Linked DNA regions of Mus musculus: all the other regions are linked to region 2. The links are chromatin contacts, called in public promoter capture Hi-C maps. All regions are on one chromosome and are shown on one strand. Each heading gives the region's core, a stretch centred on a gene start, on an enhancer-like site or on the middle of the called end of the contact. The rest is flanking DNA. Distances are from core to core; before and after follow the strand shown.

What was found. Promoter capture Hi-C pulls out the DNA fragments that hold promoters and counts their contacts.
Region 1: a contact with region 2 is called in a promoter capture Hi-C map of hippocampal neurons, with 4 times the contacts expected there. The contact joins the promoter of Ap4e1 here to the promoter of Cops2 in region 2. A contact is called at or near these places in 1 of 39 promoter capture datasets (hippocampal neurons), 1 of 484 Hi-C or Micro-C datasets (B cells) and 2 of 115 datasets of contacts at active chromatin or transcription factors (astrocytes and large pre-B cells).
Region 3: a contact with region 2 is called in a promoter capture Hi-C map of hippocampal neurons, with 2.1 times the contacts expected there. The contact joins the promoter of Sppl2a here to the promoter of Cops2 in region 2. A contact is called at or near these places in 4 of 39 promoter capture datasets (the HPC-7 cell line, cranial neural crest, hippocampal neurons and 1 more) and 2 of 115 datasets of contacts at active chromatin or transcription factors (astrocytes and pancreatic cancer cells).

The regions. Positions count from the first base shown.
Region 1 is chr2:127,007,454-127,010,192 of GRCm38.p6, forward strand. It overlaps Ap4e1 (adaptor-related protein complex AP-4, epsilon 1), which reads left to right and starts at 1,258. Exons shown (of 21, transcript NM_175550.3): 1 at 1,258-1,447. The coding sequence starts at 1,301.
Region 2 is chr2:125,857,368-125,860,370 of GRCm38.p6, forward strand. Cops2 (COP9 signalosome subunit 2) reads right to left here and starts at 1,715. Exons shown (of 13, transcript NM_009939.3): 1 at 1,569-1,715. The coding sequence starts at 1,622. It also overlaps a transcript of Galk2 not described here.
Region 3 is chr2:126,931,451-126,934,600 of GRCm38.p6, forward strand. Sppl2a (signal peptide peptidase like 2A) reads right to left here and starts at 1,785. Exons shown (of 15, transcript NM_023220.2): 1 at 1,497-1,785. The coding sequence starts at 1,562.

The sequences.
Region 1 (2,739 bases), core at 8-2,507, 1.1 Mb after region 2:
TAAAAAAAAGAAGTTTTAGTGCTGCTTGAAAAGCAGGAACAACAGAGTTTTGCTTTTTATATAGCCTACCATGTCTCTGTTTCAAATGTGTAATTTTTCTTCCTTTAAACTTTGGTCCAAACAATGACCCTGTTTTACTGGCACCACAGCACAATTTGAAAAAGCTCTATTGGATAAGACGGACTAAGGGGGATAGTGAACATCACCCAGGCCAGGGGAAGGAAAGTTTCACTTTACTTTTTGGCAGTGTAGCCGCGTTCCTTTCACCCGAGTCAGAAATGTATCAGCTTTCCCCAGCATATTTTTTAGGTGGAAGAAAAAAATTGGGGGATGGGGAAAGTTAAGACAGGGTTTCATATAACTCAGGTTTGTTTTGAACTTGATATGGAGCCGGTGATGCCCTTGAATTTTCTTGCTCCTCCTTCCAGTCTCAAGGGCTGGGATTTCAGGCAACAACCACTACATGGCTGGAAAGTAAGTTTTCTAATTTAAACTAGTGAAAGGGCCTAAAGTTAAAAAAACACACACACACATACACACACACACAGTAAACAAAACTTTACGTAGGCATAAAATATTAAATTCTAAAGAAAATCTGTTTTAAATAATTTAAATATTGAGATTTTTCAATAAATTAAACTTTTTTAAAAAAAGATTTATTTATTATTATAAATAAGTACCCTGTTGCTGTCTTCAGACACGCAACAGAAGAGGGCGTCAGATCTCATTATGGATGGTTGTGAGCCACCGTGTGGTTGCTGGAATTTGAACTCAGGACCTTTGGAAGAGCAGACAGTGCTCTTACCCACTGAGCCATCTCACCAGCCCTAAACTTTATCTTTGCATAACTATTCTGTCAGGCAAACTTTTTCTTTTGTTGAGGTGTAGGTACAAGAACAACTTCAAGATTTAAGAAAAAAATTTCACTTATCACAGACAAAGTTTCAGAGATAAGAGCTCCTACAGGTGTTAAGAACACTATAAAGATGGTAGGTCAGGTTTGTAATCCCAGCACTTGGAGGCTGGGACAGGGGAATGGCACGAATTCATTAACCTTGGGAAGTTCGAGAAAATACAAGATCATGCACACACATTTCACCGCTAATAGAATGATCATGAACTTCATGTCTCCAGAGAACTCCTCTCTCCTCCTAGACTCGTGCGCCCCCAGGCGGTGTTTCCCGGAACTTCATCCTGCTCGTCCTGCTCCGGCGCGAATAAAGATTTCTTATTCAAAACGCCGGAAGTGACTACGGAGGCCGGGAGAGTCAGCGCGAAGTAGCCTCGTAGGGAGGCAGCGATGAGCGACATGGTGGAGAGGACGCTGACCGCACTGCCGGGGCTCTTCCTGCAGAACCAGCTGGGAGGACCTGCGGCCTCCAGAGCACCCTTCTTCTCCAGGCTGGGCGGCCTCATCCGTGGCGTCACTGCACTCTCATCCAAGCACGTATGCGGCGGGGTTGGCTGGGCGGGATGGGGTGGGGCGGCGGGGCCGGAGACATCGGTCCGCTGGATGGACGCAGCCGGGCGTCCGCCTCAAGTTGCCTGTACCGACCGACCTCAGGAGGCCGGCTTTCTGATTTGGAGGCCCGAAGACCCTCCGTGTGTTTTCTCATGGGGTGCTTTGAGGATTACATGAGCTGTCAATCGAGTGAAAAAAGCCAGTATGACCTAAAGCCTGAGCTATAGGCTCCTACCAAGTTTCTCCTCCCTGTTGAGATTTTTGTTTTGTTTTGATTTTTCGAGACAGGATTTCTCTGTGTAGCCCGGGCTGTCCTGGAACTCACTCTGTAGACCAGGCTGGCCTCGAACTCAGAAATCCGCCTGCCTCTGCCTTCCAAGTGCTGGGATTAAAGGCTTGTGCCACCACTGCCCGGCTCCCTCTTGAGTTTTAATTTTTCTATTTGGAAGCATCACGTACTCGGACAGACAACCCTCATTCCCACCCCTGACAGGGCTGTTAATCTTTGCAGAGCTTGAGGTTTAGTCTAGACCAACGGGTTGGGCAAAGACGCGCTTTGAAAACTAGTAGTTACTATAGAAGTTATTAAGTTCCCACGTACTTTGTATGGTACTGACTCAAAGCCTCAAGGAGTGTTTGTCTTAAAAACATAATATTGTGTCATACTTTCTTCAGCAAGTATTTATCAAGCACAACTATATGTTAAGTAATGAAAATAGCAAAACACTTTTCTGTCTATTTTCTGTCCATTTTAGACTTAACATAAATAAGTAACTACAGTGCAGTGTAAATGCCTGCAGCATGGAGAAGAGAAACAAGATGCCTTTAAAGGTTTAAAACGGGCTTGTGTTCTCACTGGAAGCTGGTGTGTGGCAGGGCTTGCTGAACATCCCTTAATCATTATTCGTGTACTTAACATCTCTTCGTGCTTTTCTGTTGCTAATTTGTATGAGAGGGCAAGTAAGTATTTTGTGTGTACATGTATGTACTGAGAGAATGTGTATGTGCTGGTATGTGAGGATGCACGGACCCACGGCACATGTATAGGCTTCCGAGAACAGCTTTGGGTCTTAGTCCTTACCTTCCACCTAGTAGGTGAGATCTCTCTTGACGCTTGTTTCTGTGTTGTATATTCAGGCAGGCTGGCTAGGGAGCTTCGAGTGTTCTGTCTCACCATAGGAGTGCAGGGATCACAGGTCCACCTCACCACACCCGGCTTTGTGCTTTTTACACATTGAGCCATCTGCCTCTGCCACCGCTCTGAAAAATTTAGAGAA
Region 2 (3,003 bases), core at 465-2,964:
CCTACACTGTACTTTTAAGTTAATCCCAGTGCTAATATTCATTTATCTAAAAGTTCATGTATTTCATAGACTATTAGGAAAGGAGGTAAGTGAAAATTTTAAAAACACTACCAGCTAAAATTACAAACATTCAAAAGAAATATCTGACAATTTAAAAACTACTTGTAATGGAAACAAAAGCAAAACAAGAGTTTAGTATCTGTTTACAACTACCTTGTGATTGAATAAATAACAAAATTCTGTATTGAAATCACCAAGCATCTACTATGACTCTCCAGTCACAGCACTTCCTTCTGCAAAATATGTCTTTCTGTAAAATGAAAACCTTTTTTAAAAATTGCAAATGATTTACAGATTCATCTATACAAAGATGTTACACCATTACCTCAAAATAAAAATATTAATGCTTTGAGAATGTGACACTTAAAAGAAAAGAGGGCCTGGAGAGATGGCTCAGAGGTTGAGAGCACTGACTGCTCTTCCAGAGGTCCTGAGTTCAATTCCCAGCAACCACATGTGGCTCACAATCATCTGTAATGGGATCTGGTGCCCTCTTCTGGTGTGCCTGAAGACAGTGTACTCATATACATAAAATAAATAAACCTCAAAATTAAAAAAAGAAAAGAAAAGAAAAGAAAAAAGACGACCCAGACTTCTCCAAGCATGTACACCACAGCTTGCACTATCATCGGATTTTTCTAAAAACCGAACAATTGCTTCCCAATTAAGAAACAAAACTGACACTAATTTTGGGATCAAGATAATTTTCTTAGTTCTTACACAGGCATGCGTTTTGGACTATCAACATAAATCATGGGGTACAGTTTAAAACCTGTAAATCCATTCACAATTAAACCTTAAATGGAAAAGAAATCACCAATCAAACTAGGCAAGTTTGTTTACTTTTATGCCATTGATGATTCAAACACGGATGCTGGGAAATTTCTTAAATCAAGGAAAAAGATCATTGGTTCCAATTCCCTTAACCCCTACCTTTCCCCAGTCCAACCAAACAAAAAGCAAATCTTTCTTCGGAGCTTGTCATGTTTTAGAGGACGGGACGAGTCGTTTAACTACTCCTCCTACTCTTGCTCTGAGCCTTAACCTGGGACCCAAACTGACCCTGGGCGAGACTCTTAGGCTGTTTTGGGGGAGACTCCCGAGTTTCGCAGTCAGGTCTGGGAGCAGGATGGACCACCCCCCTCTTCCAGTTTTCACTCTTCCAGCATCTGGCACCGGCTCAGGTCCAGAGTGGAGAAGAGATGGGCCCCCTAGGGCCCAGACCTAAGCGCCGGGCCGTGGAGGCTCGGTGGCGGGCAGAGAGGCGCCGAGAACCGGCCGCGGCCAGTCACCCGCGCTATCCCTGGGCCCAGCGTCCAGGGCGGCCCCGCCGCCTCTCTCCCTCTCTTCCCAGGCCCCACAGGCCCGCGACGCCAGGCGAGGAGGGAAACCTGTCCCTGGGCAGGGCGGAACCGGGCCGACGAGCCCCGGGAGGGAGCTGCAGCCTCTCGGCCTTGGCACCACCGCCACATCCCACTTCCAGCCCCCGCCCGCTCCCTGCGCCTCACCAGGTCGTAGTCCTCCTCATCATCGCACATGAAATCATCCTCCATGTCAGACATCTTGGCCGGAGGGGGGAGGGGGAGAGGAGAAATTAGAGACAGCCTCCTCCCACAGTGCTCCGCGGCCCAGAAGCGTCACTCCCGAGTCTCCTCGTCTTCCGGTCTCTCCAGGAGAAGATAAAGCTCATTCCGGAACTAAAGCGCTCGACCCTGAGATGATTTACTACGGCTCCCAAAGGGAGGGCACAGCCGGCTCTTCCTGAGCGACAGTTTGTGTCTTAGCAACTAAGCGTAGCAACTACGAAATCGGGCGTTGCGGGTCCTATCTGAGGGGCTTCGAAAACCTTCTAGCTGTATCCAGCGTCCTAGGTGAGGGAACTGTCTCCTTCCTTGCCTGGGACTCTGGAACCGTCTGTTTCTAATGAAACATGCCCGACCTATCTGAAAGGTAGCGTGCCTCTACCATTGTTATCTATGTGTTTTCTTTCAACACCCTGTAGTGGTGTTTTTACAGTGGTGTATTTACAGCAACACAATTGTCTAGTAAAGTTATGTTTGTAGTTAACAAAAACAGTTCTGTGGATATCCCGGTTTGGATATGCACTAATCAATTGTTCAATTATTTAATGAATCACAAACGTGCATTAACTGCTTTTAGGATGAAATGAAAGTAACAGTTGGTGACAGATTTTTTAAAAATGCATTGTCGCAGAAAACCATTAGAGTTCAGAGTGAAGAAAAATGTGGAAATAAGGCAATCCCCCTTTTTGGAGAAACCTTCCAAATTCTGTACACAAATGCTATAAAGTTATAAAGTAGATATAGGTTAGAATTTAGGCCCAATTGTTATCTATACAGATGAATTAAACATGCCCAAATTACCAAAGGTAAAAACAAAAAAACAAAACCAAATCAAACAAAATTACCTGATTTTATCTTCATCATGCACAGCTGATGTTGAGCACAGTTCAGCATTAACATTCACACCTTCGGGTTGAATCCTTACAGACCCCGCTTGGCTGTGCTCCAGTGACTTCTGAAGTTGTACCTGATGTCATTACCAGCTTTTCTCTGAATCCACTGGAGAACAGGATACTTTTGGTTTTGTTTCTAAGCCAGAAATTGCTTGGTTCTAAAAATCTTGTCAGAAGACGTTAAGGTCAACGATTGTATTATTTTTATATTGAAAACACTGTGAACACAATTTATAGCTGTACATTCAGAATGTTAAAAAATAAGTCTTCAAACGATTTTGCATTGTATATCATTAACATTGATTTTTTTTTCTTTTTTTATGTTTTGAGCTGGGGGAAGAACTTAGCCTTGTGTGTGTTAGGTAAATGTTCTATTGCTGGGCTATCCCTCTAGCCTAACACCTAATTGTTACTTAGGAAAATATTAGAAGAAGGAATTTCAGATGGCTTAAAGAAGTAACCATTCA
Region 3 (3,150 bases), core at 535-3,034, 1.1 Mb after region 2:
TTGTTTTCTTGAGACAAGATTTCTCTCTGTAGGCTGTCCTGGAACTCTCTGTAGACCAAACCGGCTCCAAACTCAAGAGATCCACAGACCTCAGCTTCCTGAGTGCCCAAAAAATGTGGGTTTATCAAGAGTAGATGTATTACTGTGCTAAATATTGATTTACCTTGAGAAAAATTAGTGGAGCTATGGTATAAGTACGTAAACATTATTTCGTATTAATCATCTTAAGTTCCCTGAAATGAGTTAAGCTTGACAGCTAAGCTAGAGGGCCGAGACATTTACATATCCTGTGAGTTTTCTTTGGACCTAAATGACACTTGTCTGGTTATTCAGTTCCTGCTTTAAAGATACAAAGTAAAGCTACTGTGCTGTCATTCTCTCCTCAAAATACTTTTTGAATGGGTTCTCTCCGAATGCTGTCCAGCAAAGTTCCTAGAACGCCAAAGGCTACCTTAAAAAAAAAAAAAAAAAAAAAACTGTTTGGGGCTTAAACCTTCTCCATGACCTTTTCAAGCCCAGAGTGACAAAGCAGTCTTTCAGAGAAGTGATGGTTTTTAAGTAATAACTACATACACAGTTTACACAACAGTGTGCAAACAATACCGATACAAATTTCCCAACATCAAATGTCAGAAAAGAAAGTGAACAGAAACAAAATCTAAAACACTGAGAGTTAGCTTCTTGGTCACACATTGGAGCTCAAATTACTTTGATCCCGAATTTTAAAACATTATTTCAGCAAATATGGGTATGTGAGCGCATATTTGTTATTTTTTTCTCAACCAGACTTTGACCCTTTTAGACGTCAAACTATTCAAACCTCTCATTTCCCCTTTAAAGGTATTTTAAAGTATACCTATATGAAAACAAAAGCATAATACAAATCCCATAGTATAATCACATGTACCTTACATAGAAGGCACTATCTGGGAGTGAAAGGAAAGTATATAGATATTCATATGGCTATAGAGAGAAATGTATGTGAGCGCAGTCAACAAAAGAGCAGGCCAGAACGCTAACACCTGGAACCCTGTTCACACCGGCCCCTCCATCCGCCTTTTTCTAGGCAAAAGGCAGCAGTAAGATTGGGCTACACAGAGAAGCACAGAAGTGAATTCTTTGAATTAAGAAGAAAAGATGCCAGCACAGTGAAAAATTATAGAGAGGGCTCCAGGACCAAGGAGGAGGAAGCTCCCCACCCACTCCTACCCCCGCCCGCGGGTTTCTCCCAGGGGTTGGGCATTTCGCTGGATTTCGGGGGCTGGGGGCGGGTGAGGAATGCTGGGACTCAAGGACGAAGGCAGTTAACCGGGCCCGGGCAGTGGGAGAATGGGAAGCCAGGGTAGAAGGAGAGGAAGGGGGAGGTAGGGAAGGAGGAGGGATGAGGGAAATCCGGAGGAGGTTAGAGGGAAAGGAAGGGATGGAGGGGGAGGGGGAGGAAGCGGGAGGAAGGGGAGGGAAAAGCGGAGGGGAGGGGAGGGGAGTGCGGCTCTCACCAGTCCGAGCAGGCAGCTCCAGAGCAGGGCAGCCGCGGGAGCGTGCAGCGAGTGCAGCAGCCCCATCCCACGGGCGGGCAGCTAGGCTCAGGCTGCGCTGGCGGCACCCGGACCTCTAGGGTGCAGCCCCGACTTCCTCTTCCGGTCCCTCCCGCGAAACGCTAGGCCGGGACTCTGTGGGTACTGTCAGCTCCTGGCAGAGCCGTTTTAGCTGCGTAAATCCTGGGTTCTCGTTCGGTTCCCCCTAACTGCGGCCGCCGCCCATTCCAAGCCACTGGAGCTTCGGGTTTCAGTTTCCTTTCTGGCCTCTGCCACGTAGCCTCGGGGCGATCTTCGTAAATACGGAACCCAGACGAGGCTCCTCTCCACACTTGGCAGCACAAATCAAAACTCTTCCTCTGCTGCTAAGTTTACGTCACCTCACCCTGTTTTCTCTGTCCTTGGTTTCTCTACTTTCCCACCCGTTAAGATCCACAGACCCTCCAGGCGGGCAGTCTCTGGGGAATACACTCTTGGTGTTCCCTTATCACTTACTTAACACTTCCTCCCTAAAGAGGGTTTCCTAGTACACTTCATCTTAAGTACCCCTTAATTCACTTTCATGCTATGATTTATTTGTAACCTTCATAGCTTTTTTTTTCTTTTTGTTATTTATTTATTTATTTATTTATTGCTGTTGTTGTTCTTGCTTTCTTTGGAAACATCCTCGACTAGTACTGAACTCACTTTGAAGATGATGGCCTAGAACTCAGAGATCTTCCTGTATCATAGGCATAAGTCACCATGCCTGAGGTTTTGGGGGTCCCTCCCCCCATTTTCTTATACTCATCTATGTATCTCCCATGCTGCTATCCAGTTAATGGAAGGATCCCTCTTTGCTCTGTTGACTGCTGTGTCCTTACACACAGAATATCCAGTGTATACTAGGTTGTCAAATATTTGTTGGATGACTATTTAATACCAAACACTGAATAGGACAGTGTTCCTGTTATCCTAAAGGAGGGACACAGCAAGGACTACAGATGTGTGAGCAAACACTGTTACAAAGCAACCTTTCACAAGGAACTCCACAAGGATCCAAGGGAGGTAAAAATAGGGCACCAGGAAGAGAAAAAAAAAAAAAAAAAAAAAAAAAAAACACCAGCCCTAGCTGAGTATAACTGACTATTACCTTCTGTGCAAGTTAATTTCAGCTAGGCAAAGAGGAAGGAAGCATTAGTCTGAAAGCCAAGGGAGGCAACTACAGAACTACAGAACTACAGAACTGGACCTTGGCTGAAGTTAGGAGAGGGGGAGAGTGAGAAGAGGCAGAGGGTGAAATAGTTGCACAGCTTGGAACTTGAGACTTCCTCATTGGCATCTTCCTGGGGGAATTCCTGAAGGAAGCTCTCCCACAGTTCTGCGTGGGTTTTTTCTGTAGTTGTCTGTCCCCTGGCTTCCCCCTCTGGTCCAGTTTCAATCTATTTGTAACCCTACCAGCTGTAAGAACCCCCTAGACAGAAACTGCCTGTCAAGCATTGTTGCATTTACTCTCAGCCACTTTTAGAATCCTTCTAGGACACTGATGTTTAAGCTAATCTCCCCTTTCCACTGGGATCCTAGATACTTGCTCATCTGATGAGAGCAATATATCTGGATTTTAAAAACATTTCCA